Linked DNA regions of Zea mays: regions 2 and 3 are each linked to region 1. The links are chromatin contacts, called in public Hi-C maps. All regions are on one chromosome and are shown on one strand. The core of a region is the stretch at or near the end of the contact, and the rest is flanking DNA. Distances in the headings are between cores, read along the strand shown. Region 1 holds the start of LOC109943608 (protein ILITYHIA). Region 2 has its middle 23 kb from the start of LOC100285774. Region 3 holds the start of LOC100285774.

Region 1 (2,700 bases), core at 96-2,595:
TAGTAGTTAGAACATGATCAAAGATAGAAGAAAGCTTAAATTTAGTGTGCTCGTAATGTCATATGGGCATAGCAAGGCATTACCCAGGTCTTCTTTCCCTACATAGGACATACATGATTTGATGCCTGGAAAAATATCCTCGATTATTGAGAGCCTATGAGCAGCCAAATGGCGAGAAAATTATAGTATCAGCCATCCTCGCTATTCACTACTCTGCATGGTCAATCTGCAACTGGCATGAGTACAACAGCCAACAAAAAAGTTCGTGTACAAATAACTGAAGCACATGCGCTGGACTACTGGAGAAGCACCAAGGGTTAGCTGCATTTAAATGTTGTAGCCGAATCAACCCAGTCTTCTTCGAAGAAGACACTGTGCAACATTCAGAGTAACAATAGTCTATGTGCAGTAGCCAAACCATTACCAAAGTAAGCAAGGGATTATCATCGAATGACATAGGGGGATTAGTTGAACGCGAAAAGAATTTCACCTTCGATGTCGCGTTCGTGACACCGTTGCTGCCTGAGACAACCAAACTGAACCCTTAGATCTGAACAGGGAGAACGAGAGCAACACCAATTAACTGGATCAGGCTGTGTCGGGTCCGTTCAGTGCCTACCTATGCTTTGCCTCGCCATTCCCTCCGCCGGAGACATGGGGTCCATCTGTCATACTGCCGGTGGGCAGAACAGGGACCGACGGAGACGAGGCCTCGTCAGCGGCGATGGTGGCATTGTGAGCGAGAGTGCGGGACGGTGCCGAGACAGAGTGTGGAGAGGAAGGAGAGCGCGGCCGTGAGATTCACCAAAAGTTAGGGTCTTAGCTCTTGGCCACGCCCATCCACGCTTGGCACTCGCGCGGCCGCCTGGTGGGCCTTCCGTTGCCTGGCGGACTGCGGAGGTAAGAGGTGGCGCCATCTGCCATGCCCTGCTGTGACAGAGCTGCTGCATCATGGTGGCTTGGTGAGATGACCTAACCCTAGCCGCGATGTGAGAGAGGATGAAGAGAGGGAGATGAGGTCGTGGTACTCGCCGCCAGCAACTGTTCGGCTACGGTAATTGGTGGAGGCAGATGGAGAACGATTTTTGGGATTCATGTGGGAGCGCTGGGAGATGGGATCGCCGATCGTGGGTAGTAGTGACATCGCGCAGGTTGATGAGGGAGAGGTTGCATCTGCGGGATTCGCGGAGGCGGGCGGTCCGTGTTCGGTAGTGGCGGGATTCGCGGCGGCGGTCGTGCTTCGCGGCGTGTGGCGTGCGGGTGGTAGGCGAGCGGTTCGGTAGCGGCGGGCATGCGGGAGTCGCGGCGGTGGGCGGGTGGGCGCCGTGCGTTGCGGCGGGCGGACGGGCGGGGGCAGTCTACACTTTGCTCTTAATAGTTGTAGAGAAATGGCAAGAGAAGTAAAAAAAAATCTATAGTTTTAGTTTTTTTTAAAAAATAACATAGGATAAATTAATATTGATAGAATAAATAATGAATTATATCTATAAAAAAATCACGTAAAGCTTAGCTATACTACGATTCTATCGTCTATCTATCTATAAGCCTCATCTAGAGGTCACAACTGATAGCGACCATCCCCCGTGGACGGTTAGCCAGAAGGAAAAGAAAAAAAAAAGATATCGTGTTCAAAGCCTATCGCCACCTGGTTTTAACTCGCGTGCGCTAGCATTATTAGTTCGCGCGTGGTCATCTTATCTTTAAGTGCGTCAAGCTATAGGTTACCGGGCGAGCAGGTAAACCTCGCTCGTGGGTTCGTCGTTGGTTGGGGAGTTGCGAGCTACTAGCAGCCGTCAGTTAAAGTCCAGCACGGAGTTTGTCTTCTTCACGTGTCCCCTCCATCCGCGCCGCGCCAGCTCTCTTTACCTGCCCAACCCGGACTCAAACATGGAAGACTACTACAATTAGATTAGTAGCGTGTTTTACTTGTATCATCCTACGCGAGAGAGCGAGAGAGAGCCGGCAAAAAACGCATGCGGCAGTGGCTCTCGGCGGCACGCATGCGCAGGTTTGCCGCCGGCTCGGTATTGCGTTGCGTCTTGTCAGTTTATACGTGTGCTTCACTGCTTCCTCACACAGCTCTGGAAGCGGCTCCGTTCCAACAAATGTACTTGCTGACAGAGTTCTAAGAAGAAATAATATCTCTCCGCTCCTGTTTCTCAGGATGCAGAAGAACCAGGTGGCGACCTCGTTTACCTGCTTCTACAAAGTTTTAATAATTCCTTTGGAATAATAGCGCCGGAGAACCACGTAGCTAGCTGAAAAGAATATCAAGGTCCCATCCTCGTGCATGGCAGGAGAAACGATTCTCTATTTTTTTGGGGGGTAGAACTCGCGTCGAGACAGATTCAAATGTCAATCGACCGCACCAACGCGGCCGGTGGCGACAATTAAAGAAAGAAAGAAAGCAAGCAAGCAATCAAGCGCCACCGCGGACCCAGTTGGTAATGTGGTAAGCATACGCCACTGTAGCCGTCGTCGTCACCCACCACCACCGCCACCAACTACTACTACGCTCGACCAGTTGACCTATAGATGGTAGGCCTGTATGCTTTTTTTATTGGAAAAAAATATTTACGCTTTGTCATCCGCTAGTTCATTTTTGAAGTAAAACGCGACACAACGAAAGGGAGTAGTATATTGCAGCATCAAATCTACTGAGCCTGAGCCTGCACCTGTCGAACGCCAAATCCCCATCGA
Region 2 (2,700 bases), core at 62-2,561, 150 kb after region 1:
ATCACCGTCCTCGCGGGAAGAAAAATTATATTGATGTCCCCGTAAATGCTTACGGAGAGACTTTTTCTGCCATCCCCGTAGGGAATTTGTTCCCACGGGGTAAAATATTTAAAGATAAATTTAACTGATTATATTTAAAGACAAATTTATCCCCGTATCTATCGTCTAGGTAAATAAAATCTCTCTTTCAAAAAAAACTATTTTAAATTGAATTATTTTTGTAAAGAAGACTAGCGATACCTATGATATTAAACACGTAAACATTTTTATAATGTACCTAGTGACACTATTTTTAGATTTTTATATAAATATAAAAATGGAGTATCTTTGTTTCTCGATTCGTTTCTCGTTAGTATCACGGTTCACAAGAGGAAAAGACCAGCGTTTTTTTTTTCTTGCAAGTCCCATCTGCCACTCCTCCGGCCACGTCAGAAAAAAAGAACTCCGACGCGTGTCGGCCCAGCACGCCGCCATTGGTTCCTGTCTTCCCTACGCTTATCCGCCTATCCCTCCCTCCCTCCCGCCGCCGCCCGGTCCGGTCACTCTTGGCCGGAGATTCAATTTAATTTTTCGTGGCCCTTGTTATCTCCCACGGAGAAGAAGAAGAGATAATGACAAGGAGAAACATTTTTCGTTGCTGCTTCCGAATTTTCGTTGCTCCTCGCCGTCCTTGGTATCGTCATCCGCTCCGAGCCTCCAACTACGATCATCACAGGGGCAAAAAAAAAGTGAGAGAAAGAGAGAGCACGAAACCGAAAGACAGCGATGGATCAGTCCCTGTTTTTTTATGTGCGTTTTTTTTTATTTCGCGCGATTGAAAAATGCCCCGACGTGACGCCTCGTTTAGGGATGGCTGGGTGGGTGGGTCGGGGCGGGGGTCGCCGGCGTCAGCCGCGACGGCGGCGTGGCGGGCGCGCCGGCCACACGATCGGGACGGCGCCCGGACGGGGGCTGACGGCGCGACGACGTTGCGGGCGTCGCGATAGATGAGGATGGGGTTTCCGGGTCGCGTATGTGGTGGCGGTCGGGCTTCCGGGCAGGCGGCGGGACCCGCGTCGCGATGGAGGGAAAAGGGAATCTGTTGCGCGTGGGTCCCGCGGGTCAGGAGACGGTGGGTGGGCGCGTTGTTGAGCCGGAGCGAGGGAGTGCGGTGCGGGAGTGTAGTGACGGCGGGGCGAGGCAAAACAGGCAACTGCCCGGCGTCCGTGTCCGGTACGCGCTGCAAGTTTTTTGGGCTAGGGCGGCGCGCACAGGCACAGGGGGGTGGAAGGGGTGTCACGTCGTGTGGGGGGCCCTGGATGTGAGATTCCTCTGGGACGTGGGGCCGGACGGCACGTGCCACTGCCAGGACAGGTAGGATGTACGGGTCCAGTGTAGCTGGTGGAACCGTATCGCGATCGCGAGGGAAATCTTCTGGATAAATAGAAAAAAGGTGCGGTGCTGATGGGATGTTCGTCGCAGCCAAGTAAGGTCGCATGAACAGGATCAGGGTGATTATGTACATGATCGTACTTGCAAATCTACAGTGATCCTAGCGTTTATATTTTTTTCAATGGCAAATGTAAATACGCCAGCAACCTGCCTCGATCAAAATCGATTTTGAACATGCATGCCTGCGTGGTAAACGACGAACGGGGTGGGGGCGGCCGGGCGGGAATGACCCGTCTGCATTCCATCCTGCTCCAGGATGCGCTCGCTGACCTGACACTATTGGCACGTCTCCCATGACCGACGCCAATCATGAGCGCTCAACTCATCAGCCTACTAGTACCAATTTGGTACTACAGCATGATGCGTGCTGCGTGCTGCGTGCATGCATTCACGCACGTAGGCAGAGAGGAGGAGGAGGGACCCAGACCCAGTGCATGCGCGCAGCAGACGCAAAAAACTGAATGCCGCAGGATGCATTTGGGGGAGATTGGGACAGGGAAAGCAGGGTGGGGGCCTGGGTGGCAGAGCCCGTCCCGTCCAATGCACGCACGGTGAGGCCAAGTCCGTTCGGATCGATGTTTCAAACGTACAGTACTGCCTGCACGCTACACACACGACGCGGCGGCCGGTGGGCCAAACACGGATATCAGCATTCAGCAACGTGCGTCACGCACGCACGCAGTCCCGCTAGTAGTAGATGCGCTGCGCGCAGTGGGCCGGCGTGGCAAGGAAAGTGATGCCGCGCGCCCCACGACCGGCTCTCAGCTCTTGATTGCATGCTAGTATGCTATACTCCTGCTTCCACCGACAAAAAAACTGCGTGCGCAGCGTGCCGTACAAAACAACTCAATCGGGAGTACAGATCCGAACCAAAACCCGATACACGAGGTCCTGTGACATGTCACGAAAATGCGCCGCTGGATCTGTATGTCTGATCGTTTGTTTGTTTGTTTGTATCGGTGGGATCCATCGATCCAGGCCGTACGTAGGAGACGCTAACACGAAAACGGAAAAGGGAAACAGAATGATGGAGGCGCTAGCTGCAGGAGGAGGCTGCAGCAGTTGCTTGCACGTAAAGCGCGCAGAAGAGGCGTAGTACGTCCCAGGGCCAGGGCCAGGGGTTTTGATCCTCTGCATGCGTTGCTTGCGCCCAAGAGAGCAAAAGGCAGGGACAGCAGGAGATGCCAAGCGTTCCTAGAAAGGGACGGCGGCCATTTGCTTTCGCTCTGTTATTAGTTATTACACCACCGTTTTTTTTTGATCGCCGTG
Region 3 (2,700 bases), core at 73-2,572, 170 kb after region 1:
ATTTATATTTGTTGATATTATCCAACTTCGCTCTGCGAGATTGAAAAAAAAATCACAAAATCAATTAATTTGTCATGAAGAGTGAATGTCCATGCAGAACACCCTCAATTTGGAAGTATTGTCAAATAAAATTTGTTCTCATGACTTTCTAGCAATACACTATTTGATGATGATTCAAATCTCCTTACCTCCTGCTTCCATCTCCCCTTCAAAGCTTCTTCTTCAGCATCATCTGTGCCTCCATCGGGGTTAATAACTTCAAGGCCTTCATAACCAAGCAGCCTACAGACATTGCATAACAGCAGATGGTAACTAACAGAAACCCGTCTTAATTACTAAAGACCAACATCTTTACATAGGAGGCCAATGCCAGCCCATTGACCACAAACATTCGTGAAAATTCAAGTCTACAAAGGCAAAACCTAAGTACAAAGTGGAACAAAAGTCTAAACTTAGGGAAAAGCAAAGATCCAACATATGTTGTGCTTATCAAAGGAAGACCATTTTGATATAGGACAAACTGTTCGCATCCAATTCAGTACAGATTACATCATAGAAACTCCGTATTGCACACGTCATACTGTGTACAGTTCAGAGCATCACGTGTAAGGACCTATCATTCAACCAATCATCCACTTTATTATCGCTCTAGGTGAGAATATATGGCTGCACATAAGTAGCAAATAAATCACTGTATCATAATTCGAGTGAATCATAACATATAGAGTTACTAGATAACGAAGCTTGGAACTTAAGCGGAAACAATCGACTCGGAGTTCAACAGGATCACCGGACGGAATCAGAAGCAGCTGGGATCCGATGCAGGAGCATCAGATCACGGGTTGGAGAGGCCACGATCAGCTCGGGCAGAGCTCTAACGGGTAGCTCGATGCGGATCTGAGGGGAGGAGCGGGGAGGTAGGAAGCAGGTGGCCGAAAACTCACCCGTTGACGGATTTATGCACGGCGGTGCCCCAGCTGCGCATGCCGGCGGCGAACGACGAGAAGAAGCCGCCTCCCGAGGATGCAGCCCCTCCGTCCTGGTCCTTGGATCCCATCGCCGGCGATCTGCGGGGTCGAGCGAGCCGCGGCGCAGCAGAGCGAGCCGCGCGCGTGGGAGATAAAGGCTTAGGGTTTGGGGAGGCGCCTACCTACGTATATGCGAAGGAAGAGGGGCGGAGCGGCGGCCGCGATGGCGATGGCGACGTCGCCGCGTGGAATACGAACGCGAGGAAGAATTTGGAACGGTCGCGGGAGGACTAGAGCACAAGGGCAGGACGGCGGGCGGGGTTGTTCAGGTCGAGTCGCCCAGAGATTCCAATCCAAGGCCAGGCAGGCAGTGGTGGACTGGTGGTATTAACGAAACGACCGGACGCGGCACAACGTGGGTGACGAGAATGACCACAATGCCCTCCTAAACTCCTTATCGTTTGATTTTGCCTCTATTTGACATAAGGCTATTTTGAGTCTATGGTATCTTGTTACAATATCCAAGCTGTTATATTATATAAAAGTATATAAAATACAACTATCTCAATCATAGTATCATAGATTGTTTTTATCCTCTATAAAATATTAAATACTAGCATATATGAGTGTATGATGTGTGGATTACTTGGATGATTTAAGTTTTGCTATAAGGTCTCGAGCTGAAACAGTATCTCCCTCGTGATATAGTTTTCTTATATTTTTCTCTTAACTCTCTTGTAGTGTTATCAAAAATGTTTATATGGCATGTATTAAACGAGTATGGTTTGGGAACAGCCTTAGACGATACACAATAATTCCTAAACATTTATTCATAAAATCATTACTTTTTTAATCACAAAAGGTATTAGGAGTACCGAAAAATAGGCCATGATAATGTGTTGCTTGCATGTCTCCGTCACACCCTTTGCTATAGCTAGGTTCAGACTGGACAGCGTGCCGGTGATGATCGTCATGACCTTGCGGAGGGTGGTATACGTCGATCTTTAGTAGTGGCGAAGGCAAATCAGAATGTTCGCTTCGGATTAAAATCAGTTGTTTGGATACATACAAAACACTGTAGAAACAGTAGAAGCCGTTTCAGATTAAAGCCAAGTGAATAGCTCGATGAACTTGACGGGCATGATGGGACACATCATGAATGGTGGGACACACGAGGCATACAAGTCCACGACGACGTCGGTGTGCTCGGCGTCGCCCTGCGTAAAGTAGCAAACCTCGACTCCGGCTCGGGCAGTGGGGCATTGTGTGCTGCATGGCCGCATGGGCGTGCATGCTGCAGCAAACATGATTGGCTCTTTGGTCTAGAAGGAGAGCTACCGCAGGCGGCACAAGTGCATGTATTTTTTTAGAGGGTTTGTTTTTTAAAGATTAAGAGATAAGGTTAAGAGTTGTTAGAGATTGTTGTTTTAAACCTTATAAAAATAAATTAGAGAAGTTTTTTGAAACTTCTTGGAGATGGATTTGGCATCCTTCATCTCAAGCTTCTTCATAATGTCTTGGTTGTACTTCGCTTGGTTAATGAAGGTGTTGTCTTGAGTTGCTTGATCTGTAATCCTAAGAAAAACTTTAACTCCTCCATCGTTGACATCTCAAATTTATTGACTATTATCCTACTAAACTCTTCATAAGATGATCGGTTAGTAGAACCAAAGATAATATCATCAACATAAATTTAACAAATAAATAGATCATCATCAACCGTCTTAGTGAA

The links. Hi-C and Micro-C count contacts between places; a contact is called where the count stands out from the background.
Region 2: a Hi-C map of endosperm shows a contact between it and region 1, with 5 times the contacts expected there. The contact joins the enhancer-like site here to the promoter of LOC109943608 in region 1. A contact is called at or near these places in 8 of 25 Hi-C or Micro-C datasets (bundle sheath, ear, endosperm and 5 more).
Region 3: a Hi-C map of leaf shows a contact between it and region 1, with 2.6 times the contacts expected there. The contact joins the promoter of LOC100285774 here to the promoter of LOC109943608 in region 1. A contact is called at or near these places in 6 of 25 Hi-C or Micro-C datasets (bundle sheath, ear, endosperm and 2 more).

The regions. Positions count from the first base shown.
Region 1 is chr1:40,342,023-40,344,722 of Zm-B73-REFERENCE-NAM-5.0, reverse strand. It overlaps LOC109943608 (protein ILITYHIA), which reads right to left and starts at 1,345. Exons shown (of 3, transcript XM_020547112.3): 1 at 1-1,345.
Region 2 is chr1:40,193,767-40,196,466 of Zm-B73-REFERENCE-NAM-5.0, reverse strand. No RefSeq gene overlaps it. Among protein-coding and RNA genes, the nearest start is that of LOC100285774, 23 kb to the right of the region's middle. Within about 2 kb of position 1,311, at least 18 of the 20 cell types and tissues checked have an H3K27ac peak or open chromatin away from gene starts, as enhancers often do. A contact at or near this core is called in bundle sheath, ear, endosperm and 5 more, where this site is marked.
Region 3 is chr1:40,170,879-40,173,578 of Zm-B73-REFERENCE-NAM-5.0, reverse strand. LOC100285774 reads right to left here and starts at 1,322. Exons shown (of 10, transcript NM_001158664.2): 1 at 945-1,322; 2 at 189-282. The coding sequence starts at 1,057.